5 separate regions of the Sus scrofa genome follow, and regions 1, 2, 4 and 5 are each linked to region 3. The links are chromatin contacts, called in public HiChIP or PLAC-seq maps. All regions are on one chromosome and are shown on one strand. Each heading gives the region's core, a stretch centred on a gene start, on an enhancer-like site or on the middle of the called end of the contact. The rest is flanking DNA. Distances are from core to core; before and after follow the strand shown.

What was found. HiChIP or PLAC-seq counts read pairs in DNA pulled down with a chosen protein or histone mark.
Region 1: a contact with region 3 is called in an H3K27ac HiChIP or PLAC-seq map of alveolar macrophages. The contact joins two enhancer-like sites. A contact is called at or near these places in 2 of 2 datasets of contacts at active chromatin or transcription factors (alveolar macrophages and skeletal muscle).
Region 2: an H3K27ac HiChIP or PLAC-seq map of skeletal muscle shows a contact between it and region 3. The contact joins two enhancer-like sites. A contact is called at or near these places in 1 of 47 Hi-C or Micro-C datasets (liver) and 2 of 2 datasets of contacts at active chromatin or transcription factors (alveolar macrophages and skeletal muscle).
Region 4: a contact with region 3 is called in an H3K27ac HiChIP or PLAC-seq map of alveolar macrophages. The contact joins two enhancer-like sites. A contact is called at or near these places in 1 of 47 Hi-C or Micro-C datasets (liver) and 1 of 2 datasets of contacts at active chromatin or transcription factors (alveolar macrophages).
Region 5: a contact with region 3 is called in an H3K27ac HiChIP or PLAC-seq map of alveolar macrophages. The contact joins two enhancer-like sites. A contact is called at or near these places in 1 of 47 Hi-C or Micro-C datasets (liver) and 2 of 2 datasets of contacts at active chromatin or transcription factors (alveolar macrophages and skeletal muscle).

Annotation. Positions count from the first base shown.
Region 1 is chr13:4,192,088-4,194,787 of Sscrofa11.1, reverse strand. The region is part of intron 6 of PLCL2 (inactive phospholipase C-like protein 2); the gene reads right to left. TBC1D5 (TBC1 domain family member 5) reads left to right here. Exons shown (of 24, transcript XM_021069682.1): 24 at 1-2,700. Among named protein-coding and RNA genes, the nearest start is that of PLCL2, 200 kb to the right of the region's middle. Within about 2 kb of position 1,412, at least 6 of the 83 cell types and tissues checked have an H3K27ac peak or open chromatin away from gene starts, as enhancers often do. A contact at or near this core is called in alveolar macrophages and skeletal muscle, where this site is marked.
Region 2 is chr13:4,266,923-4,269,622 of Sscrofa11.1, reverse strand. All of the region lies in intron 19 of TBC1D5 (TBC1 domain family member 5), which reads left to right. Among named protein-coding and RNA genes, the nearest start is that of PLCL2, 280 kb to the right of the region's middle. Within about 2 kb of position 1,437, at least 4 of the 83 cell types and tissues checked have an H3K27ac peak or open chromatin away from gene starts, as enhancers often do. A contact at or near this core is called in skeletal muscle, where this site is marked.
Region 3 is chr13:4,028,061-4,030,760 of Sscrofa11.1, reverse strand. The region is part of intron 2 of PLCL2 (inactive phospholipase C-like protein 2); the gene reads right to left. Among named protein-coding and RNA genes, the nearest start is that of PLCL2, 37 kb to the right of the region's middle. Within about 2 kb of position 1,315, at least 8 of the 83 cell types and tissues checked have an H3K27ac peak or open chromatin away from gene starts, as enhancers often do. A contact at or near this core is called in alveolar macrophages and skeletal muscle, where this site is marked.
Region 4 is chr13:4,209,007-4,211,706 of Sscrofa11.1, reverse strand. The region is part of intron 21 of TBC1D5 (TBC1 domain family member 5); the gene reads left to right. Among named protein-coding and RNA genes, the nearest start is that of PLCL2, 220 kb to the right of the region's middle. Within about 2 kb of position 1,251, at least 10 of the 83 cell types and tissues checked have an H3K27ac peak or open chromatin away from gene starts, as enhancers often do. A contact at or near this core is called in alveolar macrophages, where this site is marked.
Region 5 is chr13:4,229,776-4,232,507 of Sscrofa11.1, reverse strand. All of the region lies in intron 20 of TBC1D5 (TBC1 domain family member 5), which reads left to right. Among named protein-coding and RNA genes, the nearest start is that of PLCL2, 240 kb to the right of the region's middle. Within about 2 kb of position 1,452, at least 34 of the 83 cell types and tissues checked have an H3K27ac peak or open chromatin away from gene starts, as enhancers often do. A contact at or near this core is called in alveolar macrophages and skeletal muscle, where this site is marked.

The DNA.
Region 1 (2,700 bases), core at 163-2,662, 160 kb before region 3:
TCTGGCCTGGAGACTGAGTCTTCCTTAAAGCCTGGAGAGGAAAGGGTCTGAACATCAGCTGACTGCAAGGTGGCCAGGACCACATGTGGTACCAGGCCTTCATCTGTTAAGTCAGCTGGAGGAAAGCCATGGATTCATCACTCTTAGGTTAAAGCAGCACCAGTGTTGTCAGAAAATGGCCCAACTCCCCGAAAGGCCTAGAGTGCAATAGGTTTGTGAGCCTTCAAAAGGCTTACGGTTGCTCAAGAAGACAAGTATTGAGATTGCAGTTTCAGTATAAATGGAGAAGGATGAGTCAACCCACTTGTTTAGTCTTGTTCAACTGAACAGCACACGAATCTAGTGTAATTATGGTAGAGTTGGAAAGTTAAAGTTAACAGATAGGTACAGGAAGTGGAACCAAAAGCCCAAGTCCAATTACAAATTAGACAACAAAAGTGCTAAGGGGCTTCATCAGGTTCAAATAAATGTCGACAAAGAAAGAAAGGGAATTGTACTATTTACTAAATACTCTAAGGAAGATTCGCTGCTGAAAGCTGATCAGTTCTAGTCCATGATCACCCCTCACTGCCCCTGTTCAACAGGGGCAGCCAGAGTGGTCACTGCCTCTTTCCTGCAAGACTGTGGAATGGACAGTGTCAGTGGAGAGCTGTAGGAGCAGTGACAAATCTGACTGAATATTAGATCTGTTTCTCTTCCTTTAACCTATATATTCCATTGCTTTTGCTATAAGTTCATCACTAAAGGGATGTTGCCTGTAGCTCAAAGTACACCTAATGGCCATCTCAGGAAACCCTGCCCTATGCTTGAAAGGTAAACTAAAATACCTTTTGTTCAGCTCACAGACACATCTTGACCCAGCCCACCAGTGAATGGCTGCAAGGAGGAAGAAATTAGCACATCCCCTCCCAGAGTCTGGCAAAACCAGGAGATATTTGCAACAATTTATGACCTCACTTATATTGCTAGCTATATTATATGTATATTTCCTGTTTTACAGAATTAATTCTTATACTATCAAATGTGTGACTGAACTCTGATAAAAAATAATGATGACAAGGCAACTTGAAATAGTTGACCAGATATATAGTCATAATACAAGAACAATAACTAACACTGCAATTCTAGATGTGTGAAGAAGCAACAAGAGGGAGTTTTTCCTGGACCATAACAGATTGGTAAGACAGGTGCCCAGAGACTTTTGACTACTGTTAGTAAAGCCTAGTCTAGTGACTAGCACACTGACGAGCCTATGAAGGAAATCCTTGCCTGACTTAGGAAGAGCATTTCTAGCACCACGGGCAAAGTGGTCATGAAGTGCTTCCCAACCCATGTCACACTTATGACCATAAGGAAGGCCTGCCAACTAAAAACTGGCACTTGCCATCTGCCTTGTATGAGGATTAAGTCACAAGCCACTGCGGCCACTGACCTCCAACACCCCCTGTGGGGAGTGCAGGGTGGACATCAGGAGTGAGGCCCTCTGTGCTCTGGGAAAAAATGACAGAACAGGTCTTCAGATAGTTAGATATTTTCAGGAGAAGATTTTATGAGCCCAATTCCTGCATCTCCTCATATCTAGAAAAGCACTAAAATCATTAACACTGACATCTGCTTTGGCCATTGAGGTGAGAAATGAATATGAAAGTCAAAAGTGAAGAGAAGTGGTCAGACATCCAAGGTGAGACTGGGTGGCCATTGGGGGTGTGATTTCAAACACGCTCCTGTATTGCCAAGAACTGAGTTGTGTCGGCCTCATTCTCAAAGCAGTGTCTGCTGGAGAGGACCCTGTGGTTCCTCTGTCAAGTTTACTATTAACCTCCTTATCTGAAACATGACTCCTTTACTTATCCAACACCCCTTTTGTTCTCAAGATTGAGGATCAAAGGAAAGGGGGGGATGCAATGGACAGGCCCTTCCCCATATCCTCTCCTTTAGCTCCTCCCTGAAGTACTCAGAGAACAGTATCTGATGCCCACTTCCTGAGTTGTTTCACAGATGTGAAAAATCCCCACCAAACGGAAGATGTTAACTATCTGACCATGAGCAAGCAGCCCTCAGGCCCCCTGGAGCCTAAAGATTGATAATGTTACCTTGGTGACACTACCCTGTCACGGCACCCAGTCAGAGAATTGTGCAGAAGCTGATCACTTACCCTTCCCTCACCTGGCCTTTAAAGATGCTTTGCTGAAAACCTCAGGGGAGTTCAGGTTTTGGGGGCACAAGCCACCCATCTCCATTCAGAAAGCGTCCTCTGCTCCAAACTTGACCTTTCAGTTTGTGTGGCCTCACTGTGCGTCAGGCACACAGACTCGCATTCATTAGCACTGACTCCTCTGCTTCTCCATGCAGACCCTGACTCAGGGCGCACCAGGCCCAGGCCAAGACTGGCTGTCACCCCAAACAGGCCTCACATTCATCCCTTCTGGCCTTGCCCAGCAGCTTGATGTGCATGTGGCTTAATTTTTCCCATCACCCTGAGTCTCCAGAAGCTGCAGGTCCCTCAGTGCCACTCTGAGGTGACACAAGCAGGTCTAGGGTTCCTCTGCTATCTCTTCCAAGCATTTTTCTGCAACCAAAACCCAAGAATCAGGTACAGCCTCTATGGAGAACAGTATGAAGTTTTCTTAAAAAACTAAAAGTAGAGCTGCCATATGATCCAGCAATCCCACTCCTGGGCATCTAATCAGACGAAACTAT
Region 2 (2,700 bases), core at 188-2,687, 240 kb before region 3:
TTATGAAAATTCAGGACCTGAGAAGTGCCACTAAAAGTTGTTTATCACTTGTTTGGAGTAAGTACCTATTTATAGATTTTGTTTCAGTTATAGGAGAATATAAATGCATGTACTGTTAATTGATAGGGATGGTCTAATTATAACCCAATAATTTCCAGATGAGCTGGCTGTACTGTAAATCATAATTGCAGCAAGTGTGTCATGGGACCAGGGTTGTTGTATAATTCAAAAATTGATTTTTTTTTACTATTGTGTAAAAGTTACAGGGAAAGCAGATCTGTTGCTGATACATTATTATACATAGAAAATATGGTTCCCTTTAAGAAGGCTCTTTTTTTAGCTTGTTCAACTCAAAATAGCGTAGGACTTCAGATAGTGATCTCTCCAGGGGATGAGTCTGTTGGTAGTGACTGTGCTTCATGTTGAACTTTGTCACCCAGGAGAGAAACCAGAGAACCCCAAAAATCTTCCTTCTCAGTGCTCCTGTGAAATGCTGCATGGTGTTTCCTTTTCCTTTCTTTCCCGTAGTCTTAAAATGCATTCCTCTATCCCTCCCTTCCTTTGTCTGTTTCTTTGAATTTGAACATTTTAAGCATTTACTATAGGTCCAATTTGTAAATGAAATCTCGCCTATAATAAGCATATCAAGTTTAAAGGGTATGCAGTTCACAGATTTATTTTTACATGTTGACATTTATAAGCGCATGTGGTAACTTATGAAATCTTTTCATTACCTAATATGAAATTAGAACTTGTTTAGGTCTTTATTTTATCACAGATGAAACTGACTTCAAGTTTAGTTAAAAATAAATTTTGTCTGTTGTAGGAGGAAGTCAATTTGAGAAGCATGCTTACTTCTTAAATGCATGTAACTTACTTATGGATAAAGACATTTTTAAAAAAATAAGAACATATAAAATCATGCTGTTATTTGTAGCATAACAAAATCTGCTCAGCAAAATCTTTTGATTGCTAAAGATTCCTATGCTTCAGACTAGTAGAAACTTGTTTTTTTCTCTAAGGAAAACATGCACAAAAACTTTTTGGGAAACACTTTTAAAAAATTATTTTCTTTAAAAAATACTTTATATTCATCTTTCTAAGATTGTATTTTCTGTTTCACTGTACTTTTAATAATTAGGTTGATAAGTAAAAGAATTACAACATTAAATATGAAAGAAAAGCTGATTTTTTTTCCTTTTTATGAAATCTAATTATTTTTTCTTATGAAATCCAGGCGATGTAGTTACAGGAAGTGATGCTCAGGTTTCTGTTCCTGTCCAGACTCTAACTGACCTCCCAGGTACAGTTACCATGGCACTGTGGTCTGTTTCTTTGCCTGCAGTGTTCTCATTGCCGCCTCCGAAACTCCATTTTCCTTTTTGCCTGCCCTCCATTCATGCTGTTTATCAGTTCACTCCATTGTTCAGCCACTGGGTGGCACTGTTGTTTAGAACAAAAGTCCCCTCACATGTCATACAGTGGTGGCGGTGCTGAATATGGCTAAGATGTGAGGTTTTGGGGTTTTTTGTTTTTTGTTTTTTTTTTAATTAAGTTTGTCCCAGCCCCTTTCCTTGAAAAACATGATCACTCTATATTTTATGGTTATTTTAACCACATTTTATTTGGCAGCTCACGCTGAGGTGTTCTTTTTATGGCATTAGTGCTTTGTGACAGTATTTGACAAATTAGCTCTGATTATATTATATGTTGTTTCTATGCATATTGTTGTATGTATTAGCCAGAGGTACTTATTACATTTTACCTAAAAGAATTATAACTCAATTTTGAAATATGTTTTTAAGTATAGGCTTTGTATTATGAATTAATTAACAGAATTAAAGTTCAGCATGGCAAATCTCTGCACAGTAATTGACAGTGGCTTAAAATAAAAAGATAATATTTATTGTAACCATTTGTTCAAAATCTAGAAAAGGTTTATTTAAGAAATGCAAAATAAAAATAACCCATATTCAGCACCTCCTGTGAAATTTAGAAATATATAAATATTTAAAGTAGCTAGGTTCATCTTTTATTGTGTAATCTTTTAGATAAAATATGTTATAGAGAGGAATTCTGTATTAAATGGAAGTCTAGACTAACTTTAAAAATCCTCCGTTGGGGTTAATAGATGCAGACTATTGCCTTTGGAATGGATTAGCACTGAGATCCTGCTGGTAGCACTGGGAACTACGTCTGGTCACTTATGATGGAGCACGATAATGTGAGAAAAAAGACTGTGTACATGTATATGTAACTGGGTCACCATGCTGTACAGTAGAAAAGAGACAGAACACTGTAAACCAGCTATAATGGAAAAAATTAAAACATTATTAAAAAAAAAAACAGAATCCTCCACTCAAATTCACACTAAAAAAGGAAGTAGTATCAATTGAAATTCATGTCTTCCTTAGTTTAAAATATAGTCATACTACTAGTATTAAAATACTGTTCTAAATGTGATATGTCACCATGATATCTGTGCTTTTAAATAAATTTACAGAAAATAATATATTGTGATTAGGAGAAGAATGGTGTGTTCTCTTAACATCTTAGAAAAACATACTGCGGCAAAAGAAGGATGTGATCTTACTTCTATATATGGTTCCTCGTTTCACAGGTACAGTTTCTGGCTCTGTTCTGATAATTGAACCAGCTGACCTTTAGTTTAGGGCTTTTCAAGCTCGGGGATTCCGTGAA
Region 3 (2,700 bases), core at 66-2,565:
AGACAGGTCACAAGGGACACCTAATGGTCACTCTGGAGGCAGTCAGGTTTGCTCCTGTCCTCAGACTGACCACACCAGCTCTGAGAGCCCAGCATTTACAACAAAAGAGAAGCCTGTGGTGTATTAGCTCATTAGAGGAGGGTTTCAACTCCTATTTCTTGAAGACCTGGGTTTGTTCAGAAGAAAACACAGCCTAATATATGATTAGATTTAAATTTCCTATAGAACTAGGGAGACAAATTAGGAGAATTCTAAAGGTTCTCTGAAATATTCTTTGCCTGCCCTTAGTTCTGAATGGTCTCCTTAACTCTCCCATAAAAAAATTTTTAAAAATTATACAAATAGAAAATAAAATATGTATTAATGCAAAATAACAGAAAAGACTTTGGAGCCTAACAGAACTGTGTTCAAATCAGAGCTGTACCTATTATTTCTGCTATCACAGGGATAATACTCTCATATTCTAGATATATTTTGAAGATAGAGACAAAAAAAACTTGTTGAAAGATTAGATGTGATGTATCAGAGAGAGAGTGAAAGAGGAGCTCCCAGCATGGCATAGCAGAAACAAATCCGACTAGGATCCATGAGGTTGCGGGTTCAATCCCTGGCCTTGCTCAGTGGGTTAAGGGTCCAGCATTGCTTAGTTGTGGTGTAGGTTGCAGATGCAGCTCAGATCCCACGTTGCTGTGGCTGTGGGAAAGGCCAGCAGCTGTGGCTCCGATTCGACTCCTAGCCTGGGAACCTCCATATGTTGAGAATGTGGCCCTGAAAAGCAAAAAAAAAAAAAAAAAAAAAAAAAAAAAGAGAGAGAGAGAGAGAAAGAGAAGCATCAGAGAGACCCCAGGGCCTGGACCACCAGCAGGCTGCCATCACACCAAGACAGGGGCTGCAGATGGGAAGGGAACAGGAGAGCTGCGCTGAGATGCACTAAGTGGGCTGCTAGGCAGGTGGACCTACAAGCCAGGAGTACAGAAGAGACACTAGGCTGGAGAGATAAATTTGGGAGTGGTCGGCATCTAGATGGCACTTACTGCCAGGAGGCAGGATGAGTGCATCAAAAGAGCGTAAACAGCAAAGCACAGAGCGAAAAAGCTGTGATCACGACAGCATTTCAAGGTGGGAGAGGAGGACGTCAGCCAGGGGGGACAGAAAAGGCTGATGAGTGAGCCAGAAGGAAAACTGGGAGAGTGGGGAGCCCTGGAAAGTGAGGGTATCAAAGCAGAGAATGAGGGACCAAGAGCTATACTACTGAAGAGAGGACTGACAACCGACCGACTGATGGGTTTAAGAGCGTGGTGACCTTGATAAGAATAGCTCTCTGCTGAGCAGTAAGACTGGGAACCTGAGGGAAGTGGGTTTAAGAAGGTGGAGATGGTGAGCACAGACAAGTCTCCAAGTTGTTTGCTACAAAGGGAGACAAAGACATTGGGCAGCAGCCAGCAGAGGAGTGACATCGAGGAAACATGGGACAAATCCCAGAATGTGTGCTGGTGGAAATGGCCCAGGAGAGAGTGAGAACTGACTCCACAGGAGAGGGGAGGAGAACTACTGTGTAAAGGAGCTGACTCCTCCAGAGAGGCTGGGGTCCTCGGCCCACAAGGTGGGACCCAGGCCAGCTCATCTTTTGACACTCTGGAAGGCAGAACATGTGGGTGTAGTGTTGATGAATGGGTAGGCCACGACTGAGTAACAGTAACCATGACTGGTTAGACCAATTCAACAGCTTCTTAGGGATGGGGAGAGAAAAACCATCTAAAGACAGAGGAAACCACCCTAAACTTTAAGTTTCCTCATTATCCAAGGTACAGCATTTAAGCCAACATAGGCTGTTTTAAACCAGAATTATTTTTGACATATCGCCGCCTTTTGTTGAACAGGAATGGGGACTCCGGAGCACTATTAAATTGGTGACAGAATAAAAAGGAAGTTACAGAATATAAGAGAAGTACATCTGAGGTGTAGTATGCAAATTTCAACCCCAGCAACCAAGAAAGTTAATATTCTTGCTCCTAAGCTTCCTCATTAGTCATTGTCTGCTCAGTGCACTTCACCTCAATGATCCCAGAAGACATTTAATAAGAACACAGTGCCCGGAGTTCCCTGGTGACCTAGCAGTTAAGGATCCAGCATTGTCACTGCTATGGCATGGGTTCAATCCCTGGCCCAGGGAACTTCCACATACCACAGGCATGGCCAAAAGCAAAGAACACAGGAACAGTGATACATAAAACCACTGAGTGCCTTGTGTGCCAAGGCCTGTGCCAAATGCTGTAATACACCCCTTTTCAGGAGATCAGCACAGTAGGCCTCTGAAGGAAGCATTATTATTATTTTCCCCTTTTCATAAATGGGGAAGCTATGCAGACAGAAGCTAATGTGACTTGCTCAACAGTAAGTGGGGAGAAGGAGAGTTCAAACCCAGGTCCTCAATCTCAAGAAACAGCCAAATCTGTGTGTTAAAAGTGGACATTTTAAGTTACCACATCAAGAACTCAGCCCAACTATGGTGTAGGCCAGCAGCTACAGCTCAGATCTGACCCCTAGCCTGGGAACTTCCTATGCCACGAGTGCAGCCCTAAAAAGCCAAAAAAAAAAAAAAAAAAAAAACTCAGCCAAAGAACATCAGCAATTGTTTAAATGTACTAAATAAAAACATGGAGTCCCTGTCGTGGCGCAGTGGAAACAAATCCAACTAGG
Region 4 (2,700 bases), core at 2-2,501, 180 kb before region 3:
CATGTTTTCCTATTTTTACTTGCAGATGCAACTTACTTAAAGCAGTGGATTTGCGACTGAGAAGTTATCTGTTAGTCAAATGTTTGTAAATACTACCTTAAGTCAATATCTAATGGCACTGCCTAGGCAACGATTTATACAGTCAGTACTTTGTTAAATGAAAATTCTTGGGGTTCCCATTGTGGCTCAGCCGGTTAAGAACCTGACATAGTGTCCGTGAGGATGCCGGTTCAATCCTTGACCTCACTCAGTGGTTTAAGGAACCAGCGTTATCACAGATGTGCCTCAGATCCATGTGGCTATGGTGTAGGCTGGCAGCTGCAGCTCTGATTCAGCCCCTAGCCTGGGCTCATATGCCACCTGTGCAGCCATAAAAAGAAAAAAGAAAAATTATTGTGTCCAAGACATTTAGCAGCCTCTGAAGGTGCCTTCTTGTTTTGATTTGGATTTCTGTACTCTGAATTTCTTAAAGTGTGGCGAGACAGCTTAGATGATTATAGCAGAGGTTTATCCTTAAAATAAAGTGAACATTTTATGTATATGTGGGTTTTCAGAAGAGAAGGTCCTGCTCTTCATCATATTCTAAAAGGTGAGCTTTGCTCTAATCCACAAAACGGGGCTGGAGAATTGTTGAGTGAGGGGATGGTGCTGATGACACGAGGACTCTGGGCTCTTGCCCTTCTGGGTGTGTCCTTGGCCTTGATCCCCTTGTGTTAGAGGGAGCTATGCTTTTCATCCTGTGTAATAGGTGGGCAATCTGGCTGCTCTGCTGGGCTGAATAGTGGGCACCCCCCACACACACCGTTCATGTTCACCCAGAATCTGTGAATGTGACCTTATTTGGAAATAGGGTCTTGACAGATGTCATGAAGTTGAGAAGAAGCCAGAGGAGGCAGAAAAGAACACTTCCCTAGAAGCTGCAGGAAGTGTGGCCCCACCAACACCTTGGCTTTGACTTAGCACCTCCAGAGCGAGAATAAATTCTATTGTTTTAAACCACCTAGTTTGAAACTCATACAGCTGCTAGCCACACAAAACCCCCAAAAGAGTAGAATAGACACAAGTAGAATAGACACACCTGTGAGCAGGTGTGCTGCCCAGTGCCCTTGGCCCTGAGCCTCATTTACATGCTTGTAAGGGGGCCCAGGGGCTCCACCAGCCTTTCAGGCAGCACAGGTGGGGAGAGTGAAGGCCCAGAAGGCACAGACTGAGTCAGCTTCCCAGAAGTTCCCTCCAGGCACTTCCCTTACCGCTCTTTGGCCACAGCGGTGTCACGTGGCCACCCTCGGTGCCAGGGAGGACACACAGCAAAATCCGGGACGTGTTGGTGAGGAGGGGGTGGTGGGTGGAGTTGGGGTTCCTGCCAGCAGCTCCACCACCTCTTTAGGCCTGCCGGGAAGATCTAGGCTGTGGCTGCCATGGTCTCAGCAACAGAGAGTGCAGAGGGGAGCGGCCTTTAGAAACAGGGAGCGGTATTCCCACTTAATCCTGAAGAACAAGAGGCGTCTCTTGTTCCCTCTTCCCAATGCACTGCTGCCCTGTGCCCCCCACTGCTCCCTTCCTAGCCTCCCCGAAGTAGCACCCCCACCACGCTTGCGCACACAGACTTCTGGGAGGCTCCCAGCAAAGCAGGGCATCCAAGAGAGGGTGGCAAGGGCTTCTTGGTTCACGGCGCTTTCGGCCAACACAGCCAGTATGGTTTAGTACAGTCTCAGGTCTGCAGTGGGAGAGTAACTCTCCGTACCCAAACTCAGGTGTGCAGAAGTGAAGCTTCTTGCTCTGAAGTTCCATTCCCACCAATGGCAGTGTGAGGCCTAAACTTGCCAGGTAAAGGCAACTCCATCTCTTCCAGGTTACCCATCTTATCTGGGCCAAGGCCTCCAGTTAGTGTCCCCACTTTGCTTCTTCTCCCTGCCAGCATGGCGTCACGTGTCTGTCTCTCTGTTATTTGAGGAAGGGCCTCTGAGTGCCCTCGCTAGCCTCTAAGGAAGGCTCTGTCCCTGAGTATTTCTGGGCCTCTTTCCTCACTGAAGCCACGGACTGCCCTGTCAGTCTGTAGCCAACGACCCTAAAGGCTTTTGGTCTTTACTGCTGGTGACCATGGGTCCCACCACTACCCTGGGGGCAGGAACCGGGCACTTTGGCCAAGCCCTTTGGCTAGACTATCAAAGGGGCAGCAGGATATCCATATCCCATTTGGTTTCTGCAGATTGCCCCTTTTCCCGGCCCTTCTGATCTGCTGGGTCTGACCTCCGGGGCTTCCCTCCATTACTTTCTTGGACCTGAGAACCCTCTGCTTCCTCCACGAGTCCTGGTACTCCTGCACCCCCTGGCTGAACTTCCCCTCAGGGCCCTGGAGCCAGGAAGTCTGCCCCCCTAGCAGCTCGGGGGAGCGGGCGGTGGGGAGGGGTGCAGAACCACTGCCCTTCCAAACTGCCCAGGCAACCCTGCACTCAGAGCTCTGCCTTCAAAGCCAAGCAGTCACAAAATCCCAGGCAACCTTTTCAGTCCTCCAAAAGACCCACAGAACTGTTTCTTGTCAATTTTCTGCAGTTGTTTGTCTTAATGTCTCGTTGGGTGGATTTTGTGTTTTTTTATTGAGAGAGAACAAATTGTTACAGGCTTTTAAGGAAACCAAAAACATTCGCTCTCTAATTATATCTATTATTCCATCCCCATTCATCTTGCTTGCTTGTTTTC
Region 5 (2,732 bases), core at 203-2,702, 200 kb before region 3:
CATTTTGGACAGTATTGAGAACCTAGTAATATTAAGTCTCCCAGCCCATGACCATGAGATTTATTTCCATTTCTTTGTCTTTAATTTCTTTAAACAATGTTTGTAATTTTCTAACATATAAGATTATATTATTTTTAAAGCAGATAATTTTATTTCTCCCTTTCCCACTTGAATGCTTTTTACTTCTCTCTCTTGCCTAATTGCTCTGGCTGGAACTTTCAGTACTATGTTGAATAGTCCTGGATGTTCTCACTTTAAGTGCGGAGAAAGAAGATGATACCCTGAGAGTGCTGCTCAGGGTTTGTACATTGGACCAAATATTATAATTATTTACTTTTTTACAAATTATCTCGTTTGAGTTATTCTTACTGTTTAGTGTTGTTTAGAGAACAGATTTGTTTAGACTATAGAGGTGCTTAGAATTTGATTCAGAATCAATTTTGGTGCTCTTCCTGCCCCTTTTTTGTCCTTTGTAATTATCTTTTACCTTTTTTCTTATTTCCTCTCTGCTGTGTTATTTGAATAATGATTTGATTTGATCTTTACAGAAATGATAATCTGAATTCATTGTAGAAAATCCAGAACAAATAAGGAGGGAAATGACATACAAATCCCACCATTTGGACAGTAACCCCCCCACACACCAAAAGCATAATCATTCTTTACCTACCACTTTTCCAGTCAATACATGATATGTTATTGTTGAATGTTCTCCTGTGAGAACATTTGACTTTGAGTTGTATAATATTCTGTGCATCAGTGTACCACTAGTTACCCAAGTCCCCTGTCATTAGCCATTTAGGATTTGTGTGGAATGTGTGTATGCATGGTACCATCGAAACAATAAGGAACTCCCTGGGGGTTGTTTTGCATGTGTCCATAATTCCTTGGAATAACTTCCTAGAACTATATTAATAATCTGGAGACAACAAAATGAACATTTTACTGTGTGCCAGCACTTCATCTGGAATATCTCATGTAATTCAGTCCTCCAGCGATCAGCCGAGGTAGGGAGATTATTATCCTCATTTTACAGGCAGGAAACAGGCCCAGCGAGCTCTGCTCTGGGGTCGGGGGTCTCACAAACCCCATGTGATACACACGGATGCCGGGGCTGGCTACTGCGCTCCCACTTACTCCCCAGCACGGGTGCCCTGGTCACACACCCAGGCCACTTATTTTTATGCTCTTGAAAAGCCTTCCTCGTGCTCCTCTGCTGTGTTTCCTGAGCGTGCCTTCCTCTGCTGACACCATACGCCCTGGCTGGGTTTCCATGTGTGTATTTCGCCCTTGTGTAACCACAGCTTCCTCTGAACATCCGGGGCCTTCCCACTTTTTCTCCTCAAGACTTTCCGTTTCCTTCACTTCCCACTCCCTACTCACCCATCTGCTCCACAAAGACTGGGCGTCTTTCCTGTCTTCCGGCTGCTATATATAGCCTGTTCCTGCTGCCTGCCAGTCGCTGTCAGTTCCTTGTCTGCCTCTCTGCAATCTGAGGACACCAACTTGGCAGCTAAGTGGAACTCCACCCTGGTGCTCTTCCTGCCCTGCTTTTCTCCAGACTGGACATGCTGGGCTCTCCGTTAGTCCAGGGACAGGGACTCCCCTGCAGCCTGTGTGCTTAGGACAGGGCCACAGCCCCCAGAACATCAGTTCAGAAAAACACGAGGGCTGAAAGGAAGGGAAGAGGAGCCTCAGCTCCGGCTGCTCTCCACGCCTTGACTCAGCTCAGGCTCTTTGCCCTTGCCCCCATTTTTCTAATTCCAGTCCACTGTTGACTGTTTACTTAAAACAGCTTCCTTCATCCTTTCCTCTGAGCCAAGTCCTCCTCCCTCAAGACCCATTACAAATGCTACCTCTTCCAGAAAATCTGCCTTCACTTGTAGGCATTTCTGTGGATTAGAAGCTGTCTGCCTTCCCCATTATTGCAGAGGCTCCCCTTTCATGGCTCCTGCATGTGCTCCTCTCCTCCTTCTAAATTCACCTCCCTCTACATTTGCAGAGGTCAGAATTCGTGTGTCATTCATTAGTGTATTTCCTGCAAGGCCTAACACAATGAAAATGAATATATTTGTGGAACAAATTGATAAGTGACTAAACAATAAACTACAAAAGCTCACCCTCTTATTAACCAAGAAATAGACATTGAAGCATTAACAAAATTGATATATAAAATCCATATATTATAAAACCATTCAAACAAGTGAGATGTGCCCTGTCCATGGAAGTGTAATGATGTGTATCAGCTCTTTGGGGGTGAATGGTGGGTGGAAACACCACTTAAAAAAAAAAAAGTAAATTCAGAACCCATTTCTCCAGATCCAGTCAAAATGAAATCACAGCCAATCCTACCTGAATGTTTTTTGGAGGAAAACAATGTAGAAAGCCATTTGGGGTTAGGACTTACCAATAGTGAATTTCTCTTAAAGGAAACTGAGAGATCAAGTTATTCATTGGAGGGCCTAGTAATCCAGAGTAAGAAAGAAATGTCCACAGGAAAGAGATGGGAGAAATGGGCCAAGTGGCCTGGTTATCAAACAGCCATCTCAACTTTGGCATCACTTCTAGAGAGCTTGGCTTATACAGGAGACCACGTTTCAGGTAGGACATGAGAGAATCCACCTCATAGGTTTGTTGTGGGGATTAAATGATCTAATGCATACGAAGCCCAGGGCCAAGCATATTACAGTCACTATAAAAGGGTTAGATGCCAGCAGCTTGCCCTTCCGATG